Regions from separate parts of the Danio rerio genome. Here regions 1 and 3 are each linked to region 2. The links are chromatin contacts, called in public HiChIP or PLAC-seq maps. All regions are on one chromosome and are shown on one strand. Each heading gives the region's core, a stretch centred on a gene start, on an enhancer-like site or on the middle of the called end of the contact. The rest is flanking DNA. Distances are from core to core; before and after follow the strand shown.

Evidence for each region. HiChIP or PLAC-seq counts read pairs in DNA pulled down with a chosen protein or histone mark.
Region 1: a contact with region 2 is called in an H3K4me3 HiChIP or PLAC-seq map of gastrula embryo, with 3 times the contacts expected there. The contact joins the promoter of mtmr1a here to the promoter of si:ch73-211e3.1 in region 2. A contact is called at or near these places in 1 of 18 Hi-C or Micro-C datasets (an unstated tissue) and 1 of 4 datasets of contacts at active chromatin or transcription factors (gastrula embryo).
Region 3: an H3K4me3 HiChIP or PLAC-seq map of gastrula embryo shows a contact between it and region 2, with 3 times the contacts expected there. The contact joins the promoter of cd99l2 here to the promoter of si:ch73-211e3.1 in region 2. A contact is called at or near these places in 2 of 4 datasets of contacts at active chromatin or transcription factors (embryo and gastrula embryo).

What each region holds. Positions count from the first base shown.
Region 1 is chr7:25,884,473-25,887,172 of GRCz12tu, reverse strand. It overlaps mtmr1a (myotubularin related protein 1a), which reads right to left and starts at 1,445. Exons shown (of 16, transcript NM_001020721.1): 1 at 1,208-1,445; 2 at 477-582. The coding sequence starts at 1,335.
Region 2 is chr7:25,726,803-25,729,502 of GRCz12tu, reverse strand. si:ch73-211e3.1 reads right to left here and starts at 1,417. Exons shown (of 6, transcript XR_012383292.1): 1 at 1,083-1,417.
Region 3 is chr7:25,921,263-25,923,962 of GRCz12tu, reverse strand. It overlaps cd99l2 (CD99 molecule-like 2), which reads left to right and starts at 1,292. Exons shown (of 10, transcript NM_194369.2): 1 at 1,292-1,673. The coding sequence starts at 1,613.

The DNA.
Region 1 (2,700 bases), core at 196-2,695, 160 kb before region 2:
AAAAAACTTAATACTTTCAAATGAAATTAATATTTATAATACTGTCCGCCTCCAATAATCCTCCTCAACTTGTTCCAAATGTCAAACACAAAAAGATGTTATTTAAAGATGATATTTTGAAAAATGTCGAAAACAGGTAACCATTGACTTCCATAGTATTTGTTTTTTCGACTATTAATGCCAATAGTTACCGGTTTACAACATTTCTCAAAACCTCTTATTTTGTGTTCAACAGAGGAAACTCTTAAAGGTTTCAAACAACTTCAGGGGAATAATCTGCGAGTACATTTCTTTATTTGTCTGTGAACTATTTAAGAACCAACTTACGGTCAGTTAGTTATTGACACAAAAACATGTTCAGAAATCCCCATTACACACTTGTATGGGTTTATCTTGATGTATTGATGACCAACTAACTATACATCACCCTATATTTATTCAATGGAGATCTGATGTAGGGTGCCAAATATGCTAACCTTAGATTCCCTGTGAATGGATTCTGAAGGGACTCCGCTGGTGATCTGGCTGGAGATAGTGGCTGCTATCAGCTGTTTACACCACTCCACATGAGACCCAGTAGGACTGAGTGAGAAAAGAAACACATCATCACACACTCACACAAATGTTTCGGTCAATGCATCTGCCATAATCTGTGATTACATCCAACTACATACTCAATACTGGCATGGCTGTCTGATGTGTGTTTCTGTGTGTGTGTGTGTGTTATGTACAGTGCTGACATCCTGTGGACTGAATATGACAGATGGCGATATGAGGTCAGGGAAATGTGTCACACACACACTCTGATCTTTCATTACCTAAAAGCACAACAACACATAGAAGTTATATCACTACTTCCATCCTTTCTGTTTAACTGATACTATCTTAATGTTTTACTTAAAGGCTCTTACACAAAAACAGATAATAACGGTAACCATCTTCATGAGGATGGGAGGATGTAACGTTACGTTATGCTGTTTAGGATGAACAGAAAGCATTTAGTTTTAATCTTAGAGAGAGCACGAATAAACTGTACTGTGCAGTATATAATGTACATAATAAAACAATATACATACAATACGTGTGTAATTTGTATATCACGACAGGGATGTCGACGGTATGGAGTGCGTGCACACCGAAAACAGCTTTATTAATGAAAAATTTCACATTATAATGATAAATGTGCGGATAAAACCAGCACACACACCTGTCTAATGAATCCACGCTGTCCTGTCGAGATGCAGGGTTTACTCCGAGGTTTCGCGGTTTTCTCGCGACAGGCGGGAGCACCGGACTCTCTGAACCCGACGGATGATGCTGCTGCTGCTTCTCCATTTATCAGCTTCCCGAGCTCCGTCTTGTAAGATGGGGATGTGTTTGAGCTTCTCTGGTGAAAGAGCCGAATGTGTGTGTGTTTAGGAAGTCATCTCTGTGCGCTGCAGTCTGCGGTTCTGTCTCTGCTTCCTGTTCTGCGCCGACAAATAGCGTTTCTCTTCTTTATTTATGTCAAGGAAGCGGCCATGACGAACCCCCCTCCCGCCATCACCCATATTCAGATCAGTGTGTAAGCTGTAACATATCGGTTCAAGCATGTGGAAAATTATAAAATACTTAATAAATAAATAAATGAAACAAAGTTTCACGGTTTCCATAAAAAATATTAAATGTTTTCGTACCAGTTTTAGCGCCGAAATAGCGCATATAGATTGGTGATTTTAATTAAATTAATTTAATCTTTATTTCTATATGCTTTTTAATATATAGATTGCGCCTAAGCAGCAACAAAGACGAAGAAAATAAATAAAAAACATTTTTTATATTGTGGAATATTCCAGCAAATCAGGCAGGAGAGTAGTGGCATTTGTGGTTTAATACAAATGTCACTGTTTAATTCAGTTCAGCTTCATTCAATTCAGTTTAACACAAATGTCACTATTTAGACTGGACTAATGGCAGCCAAAAATTAATCTTTGCATTAATATATAATTCTAATTTTTTACAGTATCTTAGGCCGACTCTTCACTTCATTAGCTATACTTGTACAAGATGGGCCAATATTGTGGCCATTAATAGACAGGACAGCAGCAAACAATACTTACTTAGGCTGTGGTGTTTTAATGATGCTCACTTGGAGCCAAAAATATCCCTCACACCACTGTACAACCACTATCATTTTAAACAGTTAATACAAGGCCGGTGCTCTTTTGATTTGTCCTACCTTGTCAGATTGTCCTGCCTTCCATTCAAAAAGTAGGTAGCACATTTTGGTGACACAATATGCCACCCATCAGATTTTGCAATCAGTGTAAATTTTAATGTGTATGACATGAAGCTGTAACATTGCCCTAACCTACCCTAACCCCAACCTCAGAACCATTAAAATGCAGTGTTGGTAGCATAATCTGATGGGTAGGATAAACTGTCAGGACACTGGATGTTTGCTTGCAAGACTCTTCAGACAAAGCAAAACCCTTTTTTCCAAATTTTGTTGAACCATTGTAAATTATTCCCTCAGTTTGCTGTTCTTACCTGACAAGAGTGACAAGGGTGTTTTTCTTCAGTTGCTGTAGCTCCTCTGCTAAAGGGAGTCGTCCAGACCAGTCTTACTCTGAAACCATAGTTAAGATACATTCATTTGTGTGGTACCATTTTGTCGAGCTAGCCTCCAATTCTTAGCATGCTTTGTTTTGGATTCTGAGA
Region 2 (2,700 bases), core at 168-2,667:
CAGTGAAAACTCACATTATCGCTCATTTTGCGATGATTTACACAGCGCCCGCACCCGCAGCCCCGGAGCCGCGCTCTCCTCCGAGTCCCCCAGTTTTCAGTCTTTTGTTAGCGAGCGCAGCCCCGCTGAGGGTCTGATAAATGCCATTTCATTCCAACAAGCAGACCACATGCTGCTTTAGCAGTGTGAGTCTTCTACCTCTCTGACTCTGCGTTGCCTTTAGTCGTATGTATGAAAACAAAGGGCTTTGCCAATCGGCAAGTCGCACATGCATCGATAAAGCAAGGCACCCGTTTAAATGACTGAGCTGATAGGATATACAATCTCTGAACCTGCTATTCTCTAGTTTGTCAAAGCAATCTGCTAGTGTTAAGGTAAGCCTTTCAGCAAAAATCACAAAGAAAGTATACCATAATAATCACAATAATCTAGAAGTAGCCTACTTATTCCAATAGAGCCTATTCAATTCGCCACCGGTAATTCCTCTATTAGCCACTATACCATTAGTGACTAATAACCCCTCAGCTGATAATAGAAATAAACTGCACGCTTAGTTCATTAGGGATCTATGATGCAAGTAGCGACTATTCATTGGGGAGTTATTAGTAAAACTGAATCGTTACTAGCAGGCTCATTAGAAAGACAGGTTACCTCCTGTATAACTCAGCTGCCACCATCTCATTTCAGATGCAATGACTAGTCGGAAAGGTCACAATAAAATAAAAACGACAAGCAAAAATATGAATTGTGTGGTAAATGCAACTTGCTCAGAATGTGCGCGTAAACGAGTCGGACAGAGCCAGTTAATCTTTGATGCAGCCCTCGAGCTTGTCATCTAATCTCTGTCTGCCTTATCTAACGCACACAATAGCCTGGGATTTCTCTACTCAAGTTTCCAAACTTCACAGTGGACCTCGAGCGTAAGAGCAGGGGTGTTACAGTTTAAAAGCAACCCAATGCGTAAAAACAGGCCAGCGTGGAGATGCGTACGAGGCGCGCGCACTGACAAAGTGCAACACATAAGCTGTAAAAGCTGAACATCGATTCAAAGCAATCCAATAATATGAAACTCGTAAACTCACTAATGGGTCCATGCGAGGTGATTCTAGCCGCTGGGAGACCAGAAGCATCTTGGAGTGCGGGTAAACCACGTAGCCACTGTTAAATCCACTTTGTTTCAGTATGTGTAAACTGTCTTACAAAGAAAAGCCTGATATGGGAGTGTAATAGAATGTGGTTAATTGAAGTCTGGAAATGCTGCTTATCGCCCAGTCTCGTGCGCGATAAAGCAACGTGGAATGATGAGAAGCGCGTCCGAACGCGGGCTAATCTGACATTCCGCTCAAGCGTCAGTCAGGTTGATTCTCTTGAACAGGGACTAATAACACAAACGTCTGTATCAGCTCTCGCTCTACACGGCCACTTACGATCAGAGAGCTCTGTATCTTCCTGACTGCTGGGCGGAGTCAAGCCGGCCATAGGACGCGGTGTCACGGAGGAGGAGACGCAGATGTTCCGCTCCGCTCGCCGTCTGCGCTTAAAGGGACATCGCTTCACTTCCCTCCACAGCGACTCCGGTTGGCGACTGTGTGTGTGTGTGTGCTCTAGTTTACACGAGCACGGGCTTTTCACAGTAGTGCTGCTGGGGATTTTGATTCACCCCTGTGACTAGAAGCTTTTAAATCTCTTCAGCAGCGTGTGTTTTCCTTTTTTTTCTTTTGCGTGTGAGTTACTGAACAATTCACACTATTCCGAACCAACAACAAAAAATGTAAAGGCACATTTAAAAAGAAGAATCATTTAAGGGGACACTAAAAGACTGTAATTATAAAGTTTATAATCATTGTAATCAGGGATTGAAATGTATTTTAAAATAAAATACGAAATACCTCAGTTTTACATGTTTAAAAATGAACTTCAAAATACAGCAGCCACACATGTATCAAAATAAAAAATATTGTATTTTGAAAATACTATAAAATACTTTTACAAGGGAGCATGACATTTCTTCACCTGCTTTCTATCAATAGACCTATTGGATCAATCCCTTCATCATTAAACTGACTTTGACAGAGTTAAACAGTGTTTGACAGCAACAGTGCTTCTCTCTAAACAAGTTTAAGTCAGCTTCTCTGCCAACTTATTCACCTCTAGTCCTGTACATGAGGAGGTATTCATAAAAATGTAACTTCTGTTTCTCTTTGATTTTAGTATAGATTTTTATGCACATTTCATATACAGAAAGTCCTGTCTTGAAGATGATCTCTTTAATCAATGTAAAAAAAAAACGTTTAATGCAGATAATAAGTTGGTAGGACTATATCTCTTGATTGTGAAAAGTTGCCTCTAAAAAAAGTTGTATTTTTCAAAAATGTTTAATTCAAATCTCTACTCACTGTAAAATCACAATTTCTGAAAACCACTAAAATCTCCAGTTTAAGTAATTTCCAAAAATCATGTTTTTTTTTTTTTGCAATTGTACTCTTCAATACACAATATAAAACATGGTAACTCAAAAACAAAATTTAGCTATCTGTTTTTGCTGAGTTTTTGACCAGTCTATAGACTGGAATATTATGAAATATGTTTGTCTCATACTGAAAAACTATGTCAAAGTTTGTAATTAACTATAAAGAGCACCTGCAGATCAGCTACTAACATTTGAAATAGCTAATGAAGTTTTGTATGTATCACCACTGT
Region 3 (2,700 bases), core at 43-2,542, 190 kb before region 2:
ATAGTTTCAGTAATTAATGTTAGCTATTGTATTTACTAACATGAACAAAGTTTCTCCAGAGTTAAACAGAGTTTATCCAACTTATGTTAACATTAGTTAATAAAAGTTGTTCATTGTTAGTTAACTAATGTCAACAAGCATACCCTTTAATAATTTTAATAATGCATAGTAAATGTTAAACTGATTAGTGATAGCTGTGAAATATTTTTCCATAGTTCATGTTATTACATTAACTAATATTAACTTATCGTAAAGTCTGCCCTTAATTAGTTCCATGTTAGCAAAAACAGTATGTGCTTGAGTTATTCTTTATATGAAAGTACACAAATTGTTAACAAACATTTAGAATCTAAAAAAATCTCAAAAACACACGTCGAATATGTACCATAAACATCAATTTCTGTTTTGCCGCTAAGCATAATTAGAACATATTGAAATTATGCTGTGTTAACACATTTGTTTTGGGACGTACTTAATACGTTTGTCATATTTAGATTTTATTGTAGTATGTCCTAACAACATGATCGGATTACGCTTAGAGGCAAAACAGAAATTGATGTTTATGCTACATATTTCATGTGTGTATTACATGTAGGATATCTAACAAGACTTTGGGATTCTAAATGTTTGTTAGCAATTAACAATTAGGTTGTTAACAGACCTTTTTGTCTAGTTTGACGTTATATTGTTGGTTTACTCACTGCTTCGCTGAGTAGTTTTAATTATGTATATATTTTTAAACACAAAGGATTTCTGTGTGCTTAAAACATTTTGGTAATAATTTGGAATAATGTTTCTTTTGTTAATGTTAGTTCAAAGAGCAATACAATTGTTTTTGTATTTCACAATCTTATAACCTTCTTAAGAAAGTTAACTTTGGTTATGTTAGCTCAAGTCTGTAAACCATGATTGACAAATATAACTTTCCATGTGAAAGTATACACTATAAGAGGTGGTTTAACTGATTTACTTACCAATCTTGTTAGATTACCACATCCTTTTTTCAAAATTGTTTTGTAAATAATTACCAATTCCGAATAAACTGCTAGAGCACATAAACCCGAGATGTGCCAAAACATATCAATTATTAACAGAAGTCAATTGTGCGAGTCACTTAATTATTCAGAGACGCACAATTATCCTAATTCAGTCATTCTGAGTGAATGGCCAAATGCACGAGAGGAGGTCATCTTATCTGCTCGAGCAGCAGTTCTTCACCAGCACTGTAAACACGCTCTTATCGCGCCCATATTCTACATCCAGCTGGTCGCAAAGTCCATTAGCGAGTTCACATAACTGTTATTTATTTGTAGGGGAGCAAGTAACACTGGAAGGCTCGTCTGTTTATAAAAAGCTGTGTTACAGCGTGCTAAAAAGCTGAGCTGAATGAGGAACCGCCCTAAAGCCGGTCTTGTAACGTGATCTAACACGCGGCTGTGAATCCAGCGCTGCTCATTCGCACTGCAGATCGTCTCGCAGGCTTTTTCGGCTCGACTAGTAACTGCGACCCTTAAAACTCCCGTTAGGCCCCAAGGACAAATAGCCATAAATACATCATCTGCTGCCAATATTTAATATCGCAGCAACCCAGTTGCCATTTCGGAGTTTTAACATGGAGAAGACGCTCTGGACATGGACGCTTCTAGCGGTCTTTTCTCTGCTGGTAGTGAAAGGTAAGCGCTGCGCCCCTCTTTGTTGAACCCGGTGCCATGCCTACTTCATCATTTTTATCGACACCATGGGCAAGCATTGATTTAAGGCATTTAAATGGCATTTTTCTTCTTTAATGTGAAGCGCTGGGTGCGTGAATGCCATAAATCACCGTCTCCGAGTTGCGTTTTAACATCTGTCTGGCTCTCGATCATCTGTCTGGGTCTAGCCATTGCTCCGGCGATGTGCTTAACATGCTGAGGCTCAACAAATGACAATCTCATTTTTACCAAAAATAAAACTCCTTCGTTTTTAATACGTTGTGGTTTATTGCACCTCAAGTCGATTTGAATATGTGCGTTATTCGCATATTAATAAGGAAGGGAAGGATTTTTTTGTTCTTGACTGTTGAATATTAAAAAGTGCATCGCTAATTTTAATCCCCAGTATGTCATATTTGATTCCTCTTGCGCAGAGATGTACGTTATTTAAGATTAATTAGATATTGCTGATTTTATAATCCTGCTAAACAACAATCTTTTATTGTTTGCCGTATTCAACAAATAATTAACATCGTTGTGAATTTTAGCTTATGAATTTAGCTTATAGTCATACTTTGCAATAGCTTTACAGTGTATGTTTCGAACCCCTCGTTTACTATGAAGATAAATCTTCATTGACAATTTTGTGGAGACGTTCATCCAAGTAAAAATAAATGAATTAATAACCAGTAGTGCGTAAAATATATGTTCAGAGAACAATGTCGACTCAACTCCACAGTCCAGTCTCTTCATCTTTTCACGGTACAGGTAGGTTGGGAGGCTTGGAGGAAGAGCGCATGCGCATACGAAGCCACAATGCGTCCAGGTACAGCATAGGAGTTAGGAATTTTTTGGAGACTGCGGAAGATAGGAAGATACCATCATTTATGATGGGGTACAGCCACCCTCTGCTGATGTGTGAGACACACGAGTTCAATGTCAAAGATTTCAATCTAGTATGAGCAAAATTAAATAATAGGTGTATGGGGAGGAAAAAAAATCCCCTTAA